2 separate regions of the Zea mays genome follow, and region 2 is linked to region 1. A link is a contact called in public Hi-C data. All regions are on one chromosome and are shown on one strand. The core of a region is the stretch at or near the end of the contact, and the rest is flanking DNA. Distances in the headings are between cores, read along the strand shown.

Region 1 (6,415 bases), core at 1,464-3,963:
AGAAATAGCAGCCAAAAGATCTTGATACTTTCTAGCTGAAATCTATAATCTATTAATGTCAATAAAAGCTCCAAAAGTAAGCTAACCTTGTTTTGCTATCAGCCTTTTGAACACCAGACTTCAGGAACCTAAATAAAAGGAACAACATATGCACTTTATGGAAAACCAGGGGAAATTAATTCAGTGTATATATGATAGCATACCGGTTGCTAAACAGATCGAGTGATCCAGATAACAGCACCCGAGCATTATTTCTTGCCTTCAAGAAGACATAAAATTTATCAGAGAGAATGAATGGCAACATACATGGATTCTGGCAGGTCAACCATACATTTAATGGATGCAGAACAATGAGCAATGGAATGACTAGCCCACTAATAACAATAAGCAAATAAAACAAATTTTATTACCTGCATAACCGAAACCAATGATATAGCTGACCCAGTGAGCGATGGAGGAGACGCTAACTTAGTCTTTGGATTAGCTGAATATGCTGATGGAGAGGCTGATAGAACCTTCAGAACCTAGGAATATCCAAATACAGAGGAGAATAGGCGATTATAGGGGAACACATAAAAGTACATGTTTTACAGAAATAAAACAGAGTTATGCAACTAATAGTTGGACATGCAAATATCACTGTGCAGAATCCAAAGTACATACCAAACTGTTTGATGGATTAGCCATGTGTCCAATTCCTCGAAACAATACAGGAGCCTAGAAATATGGAGAAAAATATTTAAAAGAAGACAAATTTACATTTAAGCACTGCCCAAAATGCAAAAGAAAACGCTAAACAGAAGCACTTGGCAAGTTTACACCACATCTTCGTAAAAGTGCAATGTTAAGAAATCATAGCTAAGCCTACTCTAGTCAGTAATGAACTCCAGATATATATGGCAAGTTTACACCACATCTTCATAAAAGTGCAATGTTAAGAAATAATATTATAGCTAAGCCAACTCTAGTCAGCAATGAACTCCAGATATATATATAAGTAGCTAATTTTAATTGGAACAGACATATTTTTAGACATAAGTATCTAAGTTAATACTATCAATTGGTTAACCATGGAAAAACTCAGTACAGTAACCCAGACTGAATATAGAAGTAGGCACAGATGTACAGAACAGCATATTAAGACATAATATATGGGCACACTTTAACTGAAAATTTAGGTAGTACGGCCAACAAGATCAAGTCAAGATTATCACTGTTGTAGTGTTGTGATAGAAAAGATGAACAGAAAGCCTGCTAACTGTGAATGCTTAGTATACACATGCTATTCTACACCCTAGGTGTAGATTAATATTCTCAACCAAACTGTTATAATGAACAAAAAAATCAGTAGTCATTGTGTCAATAGTATTCAGTATTTCATAGTCAGTTTTAGCTACTAGGTGTAGTATAGTGCTCTAATGCTGAGTGCCTAAGTATATTAAATTATGGATCCACAACAAAACAGAATTGTGTATTGATAAGTTCGGAATAAGAGTGCACACAAGCATTCAACCTCAATTCGGTTTAATCCAATGAACATGAAAATGTGTAAAAGGTTAGAAAGGTTATGAAGATTCTTAGCATCGCTACTAACCTCAATCTTTTCAGACCCTAGTATCACATCCGAATGGATAAGATCGTCACCAGCAATCAAGGTGTGATCACCTTCAACATCTGTGACGGCATAGTTCATATGGTCAATAACCATTGCCTCTGGATCCTGAAATCATCAAAAACAATGTTGGCTCATTGAGGTCAACGAAAATGTTAAAGATAGGAAGATGCCAGGCCACAGAAACTACTTGCCTCATCAAAATCAACCCCACACTCTGTTGCAATGCCACGAATGAGATCAGAGGCAGAGGAATCTGCCGCCAGGATCATGTCATGCCCAGCATCAATAAATTCGAGGACTGCGTTCTGGTCCACTGATCCACCAAAACCTGACGTGAAATAAAGATTGGCTTTAAAAACAAATCGGGTTCAATCAAGTATTACATCATGGGCAGAGATCAAGGCCCGTTCAGTAGTTTAGTCGAGCAAAGAGCTGCAGTAATCTAGTCAATAGCGACAGGCAACAATTAATACCCTTAGGTCCGCTTCTTTCAACTGGAACTAACTGGCTACCGTCAACTTTCAGGTGAACCTGATTGCATAAATCCTCCGGTCACGGGAAATTCTACCGCGAAATCCCGAATTTGCCATTTACCCGCAGCAGATCACAGAACTCCACTCCACGAGTACGGGTCAGATCAGAAAAGCAGTCAGACTCCGCACGCAAACCATCCCTATTCCCGTCGAATCTATCACCAGAACACACCAACAACAACACAGATCGGGATCCCCGAGAGGCGAGGCAGGAAAGGAGCAATTACGTGGTGTGGAGGGGGCGAAGAGCACGAGGCCGTCGTAGAGGTACTGGCCGTAGCGGTGGAGCGAGAGCTTTGGATCGTCAGCGAGGCGGAAGTCGAGATCGAACCCACGCGCCTGGAGCGAGCCGAAGAAGGCCGAGTGCGACGACCGCACGGCCAGGTCGTCCAGGAGGACGAGCAGCCGGCGCCCGCGGGGCCCCTCTTCGCCCCCTTCCGCGGCCACGAGCGCGAGGAGGGACGCGAAGGCGGCGGCGAGGAGGAGCAGGACGTGGCACCGCGTCGCCATTGCTGCGCAGATCTCGTGTGGGGGTTTTGGGTTGGGTTTGGAGTGGCGCAGCAAGCAGAGCAGGCAGCGACGGAGACGACGACTCGGAGAGGAGCTATAGCGTGCAAAGGTGGAGAGGAAGTGAGCTGTCTGGGCCGTCCGATCGGAGATCGAATGGCCCGGAGACCCGGATCGAGTTCGAGCTTTGCTGCGGCTCCAAAGCGTGCAAAGGGGTCTGTCTCTGACAGGAGGTCCCACGTGAGGCAGCTAGCATTTTCCATTTTCTTCCTTTGCTTCTTTGCGGAATTTGCTTCCGCACATAGTTTTAATAGATGAAATCAAACTGCTAGCACTGCTTTCATAATCAACAGAAGCAAAATTTCCTGTGTTTTTCCCAAAAAAAACACAGAAATTTTTTCCTGCGAAAAAAAAACCAGAAAGATTACTGAAAACGAGCTGATCCCAGTGATCAGAACATTATTAGTGATCTGTTCCAACTACATGTAACATCAGCAATTCAGCATGGTTCAGATCATATCATATGCTTCTCCTTGGGGTTCTCTTGTAAGACTAAGAATTACCAAAAAAGCAAATCATCCCTTAACAACACAAATCAGTCGTCAGGAGAAGCCATGCAAAAAAGCAAATCATCCCTTAACAACACAAATCAGTCGTCGGGAGAAGCCATGGCTTTCTGGATAGGTGATCAGCACAAAAAAAAAGGTCGCCTTATAACAATCTTCAAAATCTGCCAGAACAAACGTTGATCCACACCTCTCCGTGGCACAATTGCCATAATCTCAACAAGAAACTCAGAATGACCCAGGACGGTATGACCAGATGTTCTGAATGCCGATCAAGGCAGTTATCTTCATAATCATCACGCAAAGCTCCAGCCCGGGATGACGAGAGGTTATGAATGCGGACCAAGGAAGCACATTCGTATGATCATTGATCATACTAGCTCCTGCTCCTTGAAGCTGGCAAATTTAGCGTTCTCTCTGTCGTGCTTGAACACAAGGTACAGGGGGCTGTAGAACAGGACACACACACCGAAAGGCACGATCATCATGGTCAGCAGCCCCCTTGAGAGCGCGTACGCCCCTTCCGCTGACCCGTTCGCAAGGTTCACGGTCTTGGTATCATAGCCATAGATCTTCTCGGTGATTAGGCCCACGGCAGGGGCAGCCAACGAGGCGAATGAGCCCTCGAACGCGCGGTCGAAGGCGTAGATCATGGTGCGGTGCTTGGGAGGGACCACCTCGGCGAACATGGGGTTGTTTGCCGAGGTGGCGCACCAGCTTATCGTGATGCCCATGAAGAAAAGCGTGACGGCGAAGGCATACCAGTAGTCAACTGACTGGGGGATGACTGTGAGGAGGATCCAAGAAAACGGGATGCCCATGAAGGCACTAAACTGGGCACACATGACCCGTGCCGAATCTGGGAAGTACTTTGACAGGTGATCTGCTATCACCCCGCCAATAAATGCTCCGCTGGCACACCCGATGGCGAAGAGGCTGTTCAGTGCTGCTGAGCTGTTGTTGTCAAAACCTAAGAGTGTTCAACGATGTTAGAATTCAAATTTTAAGAGCATTGTTATCAGACTTTTTATTAAAAGTATATATATGGTTGCTATTGTACCAATGAGTTCGAACCACATTGTGAAGAAAACTATAGCAGTCCACGGCAACGAGCCAATGATCCCTTGCAGGACAATGATCTGAAACGTCTTCACTTTCATGACAGATCTTGTTGCCACCCAAGAATCCCTCCAGATAGAAGGCGGAGGAAGAACATCTTTGCTTGATAGATGCAACCTGGGAGACAAGGATAAAGTTCATATTCAGTTATAGCACCATTCCAGATCCCATGTTGGTGTAACTTGGCTACAATACAGAAACCTACTAGAAGGCTCTCAAATAACATTAGAGTTCCTAAATGTGGTTTTGCTACACAACGAATGCAAAATAGTTCAGACTAAAAAGAAAAGGTAATGAAACATACACAAAACATCCGACCCTGGTTTAATTCCTACAAGAAAATGAAGAATGTTTAATGGAATAACACACTTTCAAGGAAAAATGTAACATCATGATGAGATTCTATCCGGCAGAATCAGAATCCTTTTTATATACTATTAAATTGCATACACCAACCAGTTCAATCCAAAAGCTTAAGCTGGTGGAAGGAGGTAGACAATTCACTTATATTATATTCTAACACTCCCCCTCACATCGAGCCTCTGACGTGGAATATAGGAGCGAGCAACAATTATTTTATTTAATTGACCAGTTCAATCCAAAAGCTTAAGAGCATCTCCAAGAGCTCTCCATAAAACGACTCCTCAAAATCAGTTTTAAGGGACATCTAAATAATAAGTGGGGGTAGATTTTAATCCTTTCTCCAACAGATCCCTTAAAGCGACAGATTGTTTCTGGGGAGCCCAAAAAACCCCTCATTTGTAGCTACAAATGAGGGAGTTTTAAGGGCTATGAAAAAGTTGGGAGCGCTTTAGGGGAACTGTTGGAGACATGTTTTTGTGTTTTTCTCAAAAAAGTAGATTTAGGGGAGACTTCTGGGGAGCTTTTGGAGATGCTCTAAGCTGGTGGAAGGAGGTAGACAATTCACTTATATTATATTCTAACACTCCCCCTCACATCGAGCCTCTGACGTGGAATATAGGAGCGAGCAACAATTATTTTATTTAATTGCACTAACCAGAATTCAAACTCGTGACCTCTGGCTCTGATAACATATTAAGTTGCATGCACCAACCAGTTCAACCCAAAAGCTTAAGCTGATGGGAGGAGGTGGACAATTCACTTATATTATATTCTAACATATACATCAAAACATGATCTAATATGTCACAAAATTACAAGCTATGTGAGTTCTATTTCGCTACCATAGTAGTATTGATTAATGAACCCCTCCAGCTAGGTGAGATGAAAAGAATAGCACACCTCTCATACTCATCTTCGTCAAGAAGGCGATTGCCAGGTATTCTTCTTGGATCAGTCGCATATAAGTACACAAGAATTCCAATTATCAAGCTGACAAGTGCGACCATCATAAATGCAACACGCCATCCTGGGAATCCCCAATAGTCCTTTCCAGCCATGATTGTTGCCAAAATACTACCACCTATACCACCTACAGCGCCAATGAGGCTTAACAAACCGAACCCTGCACCACGCGTACCATCTTTATAGCTATCAGCAATGAACGACTGAAGCGCTGGTATTACAATGGCAAGCCCTAGGCCATTTACGGCTCTCCAGAATGCAACCTGCCCAAAACGCTGGCTAACACCGACAGCCCCTGTTGATAAGGCCCAGAAAACAGTCCCTATTGCAAGCACTATTGGCCGATCATAGTGCAGAGCAAGGATACCTGCCAAGGGAGATGCTATTGACTTCAGAAAGTTCATTACAAAGGTGAGGTATCCCAGATCTGCAGGACCAGCATTGAAGGCTGCACTGACTTCCTTGTAAACTGCTGGAAGGAGATTCTCATCAGCACGCTCCATAATTGAAGCCAGATTGATGAGGATGAGAGATACAGAGAAACCAAGTATCTTGTTTGTTCTGCAAGAAAAGAAAAAAATACTAGGGTTATGATATGTAACAGTAAATTCTGTAGATAATGTTAGAGGCTTTGTTGCTGTTGTATGCTAGATAATGTAACTGTAAATTCTCTAAATGAAATATTCTTGCTAGGATTTAAAATAGAAGATGAAGATACATACTAAGCATCACTAACTTATTCCAGAATC
Region 2 (6,415 bases), core at 1,071-3,570, 180 kb after region 1:
CTAGGATTAATATTAAAACCTGACTTATATTAAAGATAAATACTTGACAAAGTAAAAGCAACCCGCTAACAGCCTAATCCCACATAAAGCTTGTTCACCTCAACCAAACAGAACATTTGTTGAGTATGTTGTTGTGTACTCACCCTTGTTTTCACATAATTACCAGGTTTCTCTCAGTGCAACCACTGCTTAGGCGAAAAAGAAAGCATTGAAGCAGATCTCCAATAGTTTATGGACATCAGCGAATTGGAAGATTGGGCAGGTGACCTCCTCCGGCCAGCTGCTTGTGGAGGGTTTATTTATGCTGGCTACATTTTATTCTATGCATTTTGATATAAATGATGTTTATCACTCTGGTCTGTAATAATATTATCTACTCTTTATGATTCTTCGAAGCATTGTATGGTGATGAGTTATTTATGTAATCGTTGTATACGTGAGTTATGATCCTAACACGTATATGGTTTGGATTCGATTTGCCTTATGAAACCGGGTGTGACACCAGCCACCGCCGCCGTACCCATGCGTGACACCGCTTTTACCTTCCCTGTCGTCAATTGTCTTGAATCGCTGCCGCAACTCTTCGCCGCCATGCACCTTTGCAGGCAGCGGGGCAAGAACAGGCGAGGGAGAAGAAGCGCAACCGCTGACGATGAGTGGCTGAACAGTCGAGGGGAGGGAGTGAGGCGATTTGCATTCCGAGTTTAGTTTTGTATTGGTTGTTGGCAAATAATTTGTGATATTAAAGTCGATGATAATATTTATGTAATCATTGTGAGATGATATTTTATCAAATATTTATATGATGTGTCAACATTTGGGCATTATATTTAATTTCTCCAGGTTTGTCTTTCGTCTTATCGTGCCTCACGAAAATTATGTAGAAATTTTATACTTAGGGCTAGTTTTGCAACCTATTTTTTCAAGGGATTTTCCATTTTTCTAACGTCGCGTTTGGATCATTAGAATTGAATTTCATTCTAATGACAGTAATTTAGGCATATATTAACTAAGATAATTCAGTTTTATGCAAAATATATTTATATACTATTATTTGCAAGAAGTCGGTAATACATAAAATCATTTCTAATCCTTAGTTTATTGAGTGAATTCCAATTTCTCTAAAATAAAGGGATCCAAACGTCCAGTAAGGAAAATTAGTTTATTTTTCCTTGAAAAAATATAAATCCTTTGAGAAAATATAGTTGTCAAACTACCTTGCCCTGTTTGTTTCGTTGGAATTGAATTCCATTTTAATAATTATAATTTAGACAAAACTAATTAAGTTCATATATTTATATATGTAATATATTTGTATATTGTCTTAAATCATATGAGAGAGATAGTTATATACTATATTTATGTTATAGCGAAATAAGTAGAAGATTGTGCTATAAGTTGTACATTAGAAAAATAGCATGTAAATCTATAGAATCAATTTCTATCTCTAACTCCATGAATTTGAGATAGGCTTATATGATAACTTTAGAAAGTGGTGGAATGTCACATTCTAGTAAGATTCCAAAATTCCTTAAAATGGAAGGAAACAAACGGGATCTTATTATTTTTTACTTGAAAAACACAAATCTGGAAAATTTCTCTGCGTTTGTAAAAGGCATATATGCCGAAGGAACCACCACCAAGCGGCCTTCCGTGGCCCGCGCACCACAGCGTAAGGCCCATGGCCCAGTAGTACTCGGGCGGTGCTCTGGTCGCTTCCACTCGGTGCGTGCCGCACTGTCCTCCCTGACCGAGACCCCAGGGCGGGGGCACGGATCCCGTCTCGTCCGACTCAGCCCACACGTCCCCACCATATTCCACCCACTGACGCGCGGGCCCGGAGGCCCACCCCACCCACCGAGCACCACCTGTACGGGGATAAACCAGCCCTCTCTCCACTTACCGCTCTTCGTCCACCGAATGACTACTTGTCCTTTACACTGGCACCACCGCCGTCTCCTGTAAACGCATACTCCTACGCGCCCCCCGCCCCACGCACCCACCCATGCCTCTCGGAGCCCGACGCGTGGACCCGGTTCCAAAAGCGCTGTCCGCGTGTCGATCCCGCTGGACGATACTATGGGCCCGGCAGAGGTCCAAGCCAAGCGCGGGGCGCCACGTCGGAGCCGAGGTGCTGCGCGCACATGGGGAAGCGTACACGGGGACGGGAGCACAGTGCACAGCACGCTGAACCCTAACAAAGCAGGCGCCTTTTTGCTCCTCCCTCCCTTCCACGCAAGCGACTGCTGCTGCTTCCCCACACCCCCCGGTAGGCTCACCGCCGGCGACGAGCACGCGTCCCACCACACCCAAACCCACCGCCACCGGTGCTCGCTCCGCCCAGGACCAGCGGGGGAGCCTCCAGATCTCGGCGCGCCGCGCAGGCCAGCATGGCGTCGTCCTCCGACGAGCAGTCCAAGCCGCCGGAGCCGCCCGCCGCCGCCGCCGTGGTCACCGCCGCAGCACCGCCACAGACGCACGCCGAGTGGGTCGCTTCGCTTCAGGCCTACTACGCTGCCGCGGGGCACCCCTACGCCTGGCCGGCGCAGGTGAGGTTCTGCCCCTTTGCGCGCGCTCGCTCGCTCGCCCGGGAAAGTGGTGAGTCCTTGTTCTGACTAGGGTTTCCTTGCTTGCTTGCTTCTCCTCCGACTTCAGCACCTCATGGCGGCGGCTGCGGCGGGGGCGCACTTCGGCACGCCGGTGCCGTTCCCCGTCTACCACCCAGGCGCCGCCGCGGCGTACTACGCGCACGCATCCATGGCCGCGGCAAGTACCTGTGCTCTCCCTTCCGAATTGGGCTTCGATTTGGAAGCGTTTTTGGTGTGAACTGCTCCTTTGCTGCTATGCAGGGCGTCCCTTACCCGACGTGCGAAGCTGTCCCCGCGGTGGCGCTGCCCACTGTGCCGGAAGGGAAAGGGAAGGGTAAGGGCGGAGGCGCGTCGCCTGAGAAAGGCAGCTCCGGGGCGCCCTCCGGCGAGGACGCTTCTAGGAGGTACGGGCTTTCACTATTGCCTTGCCAGCGCAGTTTTAAATTTCTTTTCTCCCCCTTCCTTTCTCTGGTTAAATCCAGTTCGAATTCTGTTGCATGTGTAGCGATGACAGCGGCAGCGATGAGTCATCGGAGACTAGAGATGATGACACTGACCATAAGGTACCAAACAACTTGCTGTGCCACAAGGGACCATTTTTAAATTGCATGTTTTTCCTGTAATTAGCTGGCTTTCTGTGGTTCATGTTTGTTCTCCTCAGGATTCATCTGCGCCCAAGAAGAGGAAATCTGGTAACACATCGGCTGAAGGTTAGTATTTAGTATTCAGCTTTTTTGTCAGAAAGAAGTGAACGATTAAAGATGGGTGTTTTCCAGGTGAGCCGTCTCAAGCTACTGTTGTGCGATATGCTGCGGTTGAGTCACCATATCCCGCAAAAGGAAGGTCTGCCTCAAAGCTTCCAGTGTCTGCACCTGGGCGTGCAGCGCTTCCTAGTGCCACCCCGAATCTAAACATTGGGATGGACATTTGGAATGCTTCTCCTGCCTTGGCTGTGCCTGCAGTGCAGGGGGAAGTGAGTCCTGGGTTGGCACTTGCCCGACGTGATGGCGTTACTCAACTGGTAGGGATGGCCTTTGCTGAATCTTAGCCTCATCTTGAAATTAATTCATTATGTGCATAATTGCTATAGGATGTCTGTTGATTCATGAGTTTTTATCTTATGCAAAGTTACAGACCATAATTGTGCCTTATTCAGACCTATTTCTTTTATCAAAGTTCCTTATTTCTTCAGGACGAACGTGAAATAAAGAGGGAGAGGCGAAAACAATCTAACAGGGAGTCTGCAAGGAGATCTAGATTACGCAAGCAGGTAGACTGGAATCAGTGCATCCTCATTTCCTGCAGAACGACATGGAGAGAATTATTTCATTATAATTGTTTTTGTTTTCTTCGTGTACATTCTGCACACACTCACTAGCTCCTGTGACCTGTCAACCTGGTGAACATCTGTTTTCATGGTAATCACAACAAGGAGTGTTATGGTCGCTGAATCGGTGAGGGATTGGAGAGGGGTATCAATGGGCAGGAATGCCGGCCGGGGGCCTCTGCCCACGGCCGAGAAAGAGGAGGGTTTCTCTCCTCTAATTCTTGCCCTCTTTATTTCTTATCCATTGATTACATAAATAGGCCGGCTGACCACCCCTATCTAGCTAGAGATCCTTATCTTCTTAACTCTCCTAAAAACTCTCAACAAACTACTAACTGATAACCTTCCTAGATAATCTCAACTAATCTTCTAAATAATCTCAACTAATCTTCTAATCTTATCTCTAACTATCCTTATCTAATCTCCCTTGGAGGGCCCATGGTTGCTACTGCCGCAGCCCCTCCGGGGGCCTCCTTAGGCCCTGACAAGGAGACTAAATATTACAATTTGGAGCCAAATTTTCCCAGAATTAGTTGTGTCCTAGTTGTCCTACCAAGATTAATTAGAATCAAGAAAGATATCAAAAGTTACTGATTTTTGCTTAACTGATACTAGTCCATTCCAAACAAAATAATGTCCTTGCTTGGCCTATGATCTGTGAATTGTCTTTGACAAGGAAATGGTACCTAAACCTACATGTTACATCATGATTCATAACCCAGAAAACATTTTGTGGTTCTCTGACAGAGCTACCTCCTGTCATTTATTCATTGCCAATTTTACAAAAGCACAGATGCTGATTAACTAATTGAGGTAGCAAAGATTAATGAGAAGTCCTGAAATGATAGAAGTTGTCTAGCGTTGTCTTTCAGTAACGATGGGTGCATGACTAATAACTTACTAACTTCATATTTTTCAGTTTATTCTCTGTACCAAGTGCTTCATAGGCTTCAAACTTACTGGCTAAAATTTGTTTTTGTGTACCAATCGTCTTTTCGATTTAAAACTAGTATGATGAACCAAATTTATGAAGATTTTTCAGTTCATTATTCACTTTAACAGAGAGCATACATGAATTACGGAACAAAAAGGAAAATATATTATGTGTTATTCCTTTCAAATCACAGGCTGCTCATGAAAGCAGGAATCTATGTTAATCAAAGGATGATGATCTAAGAGGAGGGACAGAACTAATCATATGGATGTGAGGGTCTGAGGGATCTAATGTGCTGTCACAACTAAGAAGCTACAGTCGCCAAAAAACATTTATTCATGCAACTGGGAAAGAAGTACACTAAACAAATGCTAGAGTTTGATGAACTGAAATAGAAGTTTTCACCTTGGAAATTGAAATGTTGTTTCTGGCCCAGGGCACGCCTTTTCTTTTAACGTGTTATGAATTCTTATCAGTGTAAATTTGTTTAGGCAACCAACAGCATGGAAATATGGACACACACAGTAAAACTAGTGATAAGAGCACTAGAGCATTGTATTAATTGAAAACTAAAGAATATGGATGTTTGGAGCCCCTAATCTTAGCTGTTTTCTTCGATGTTCATTATGTAAGTGATATGTTCTCAATAGCAATATGCATGCAAAAAGGCATATAGATATTCATCTGACTACATCATTTTTGGTCCTTTTTATACCTTGTTCGTTATGTATTTTCCACTCTCTAATTCAGTTGGTTGCTATGATGCCCCAAAACCTTGAAAAACAAAACCAAAGATTGTGAATGGTGCTTTCCTGTGAGTATTGATTGAAAACAAGGAAAAGCTAGCAGTGGCTATTAGGTTGTATTTGCTGATTCCATTTCGAACCTCAACTGTCATCGATAAACGATCTTGTTTTCCTCTTCGTTTCATGCTGTCGACCAAGTTCTTGGTGACACATTTTAACTGAACCATTGTGTTGATCCACAACTGGACGACTTGAGTGTTCCAATGTCTGGCCATTGGTCTGAAGTTCACTGCACTCATCTGTTAAATAGTATTGAAAGCACAAATAGCTCTTAGCTTCAAGATATCAATACGAGTTAAAGATTCTAGTTGAGCCGGCCGTACTGTGACCTTCATGCAAAATTTCCAATTACATGGTTTGGATTGCCAAGGCGGGGCTAGAGCCTAGAATATATAATGTCAAATTAGGTATGTAATCTAAGGTGCCTACTCTCCCCCAGATACAGCATATAACAGTATATGTAAGTCAATTGTGGAGCAAAGCTCTCAGTACAGGAAATATGGAAGTGTTGATTCCTTGTTGCATGCATACCTTGTAGTAAAACTCCTATCCTTCATTCTTATGATTACGAAATAATGTTCACACTTACCATGTCTCATATGCCAGCAAGAGTGCGAGGAGTTAGCCCGGAAGGTAGCTGACCTAACGACCGAGAACAGCGCTCTCAGAGCAGAACTTGACAACCTCAAGAAGGCTTGTCAAGACATGGAAGCAGAAAATTCACGTCTGTTGGTGAGCACAACGAGCTTCGCTACCCTTT

The links. Hi-C and Micro-C count contacts between places; a contact is called where the count stands out from the background.
Region 2: a contact with region 1 is called in a Hi-C map of ear, with 3 times the contacts expected there. The contact joins the promoter of LOC542466 here to the promoter of LOC100274092 in region 1. A contact is called at or near these places in 11 of 25 Hi-C or Micro-C datasets (bundle sheath, ear, endosperm and 5 more).

The regions. Positions count from the first base shown.
Region 1 is chr7:19,609,833-19,616,247 of Zm-B73-REFERENCE-NAM-5.0, forward strand. LOC100274092 (dolichyl-diphosphooligosaccharide--protein glycosyltransferase 48 kDasubunit) reads right to left here and starts at 2,714. Exons shown (of 13, transcript NM_001148471.1): 1 at 2,376-2,714; 2 at 1,807-1,943; 3 at 1,595-1,720; 4 at 664-717; 5 at 411-524; 6 at 204-259; 7 at 87-128. The coding sequence starts at 2,658. It overlaps LOC100272358 (oligosaccharide transferase1), which reads right to left. Exons shown (of 4, transcript NM_001317394.1): 2 at 5,604-6,227; 3 at 4,282-4,457; 4 at 3,342-4,191. The coding sequence ends at 3,593.
Region 2 is chr7:19,795,194-19,801,608 of Zm-B73-REFERENCE-NAM-5.0, forward strand. It overlaps LOC542466 (maize Em binding protein-1a), which reads left to right and starts at 2,321. Exons shown (of 9, transcript NM_001112021.2): 1 at 2,321-2,549; 2 at 2,656-2,766; 3 at 2,850-2,992; 4 at 3,094-3,151; 5 at 3,250-3,298; 6 at 3,365-3,609; 7 at 3,781-3,858; 8 at 6,262-6,387. The coding sequence starts at 2,391.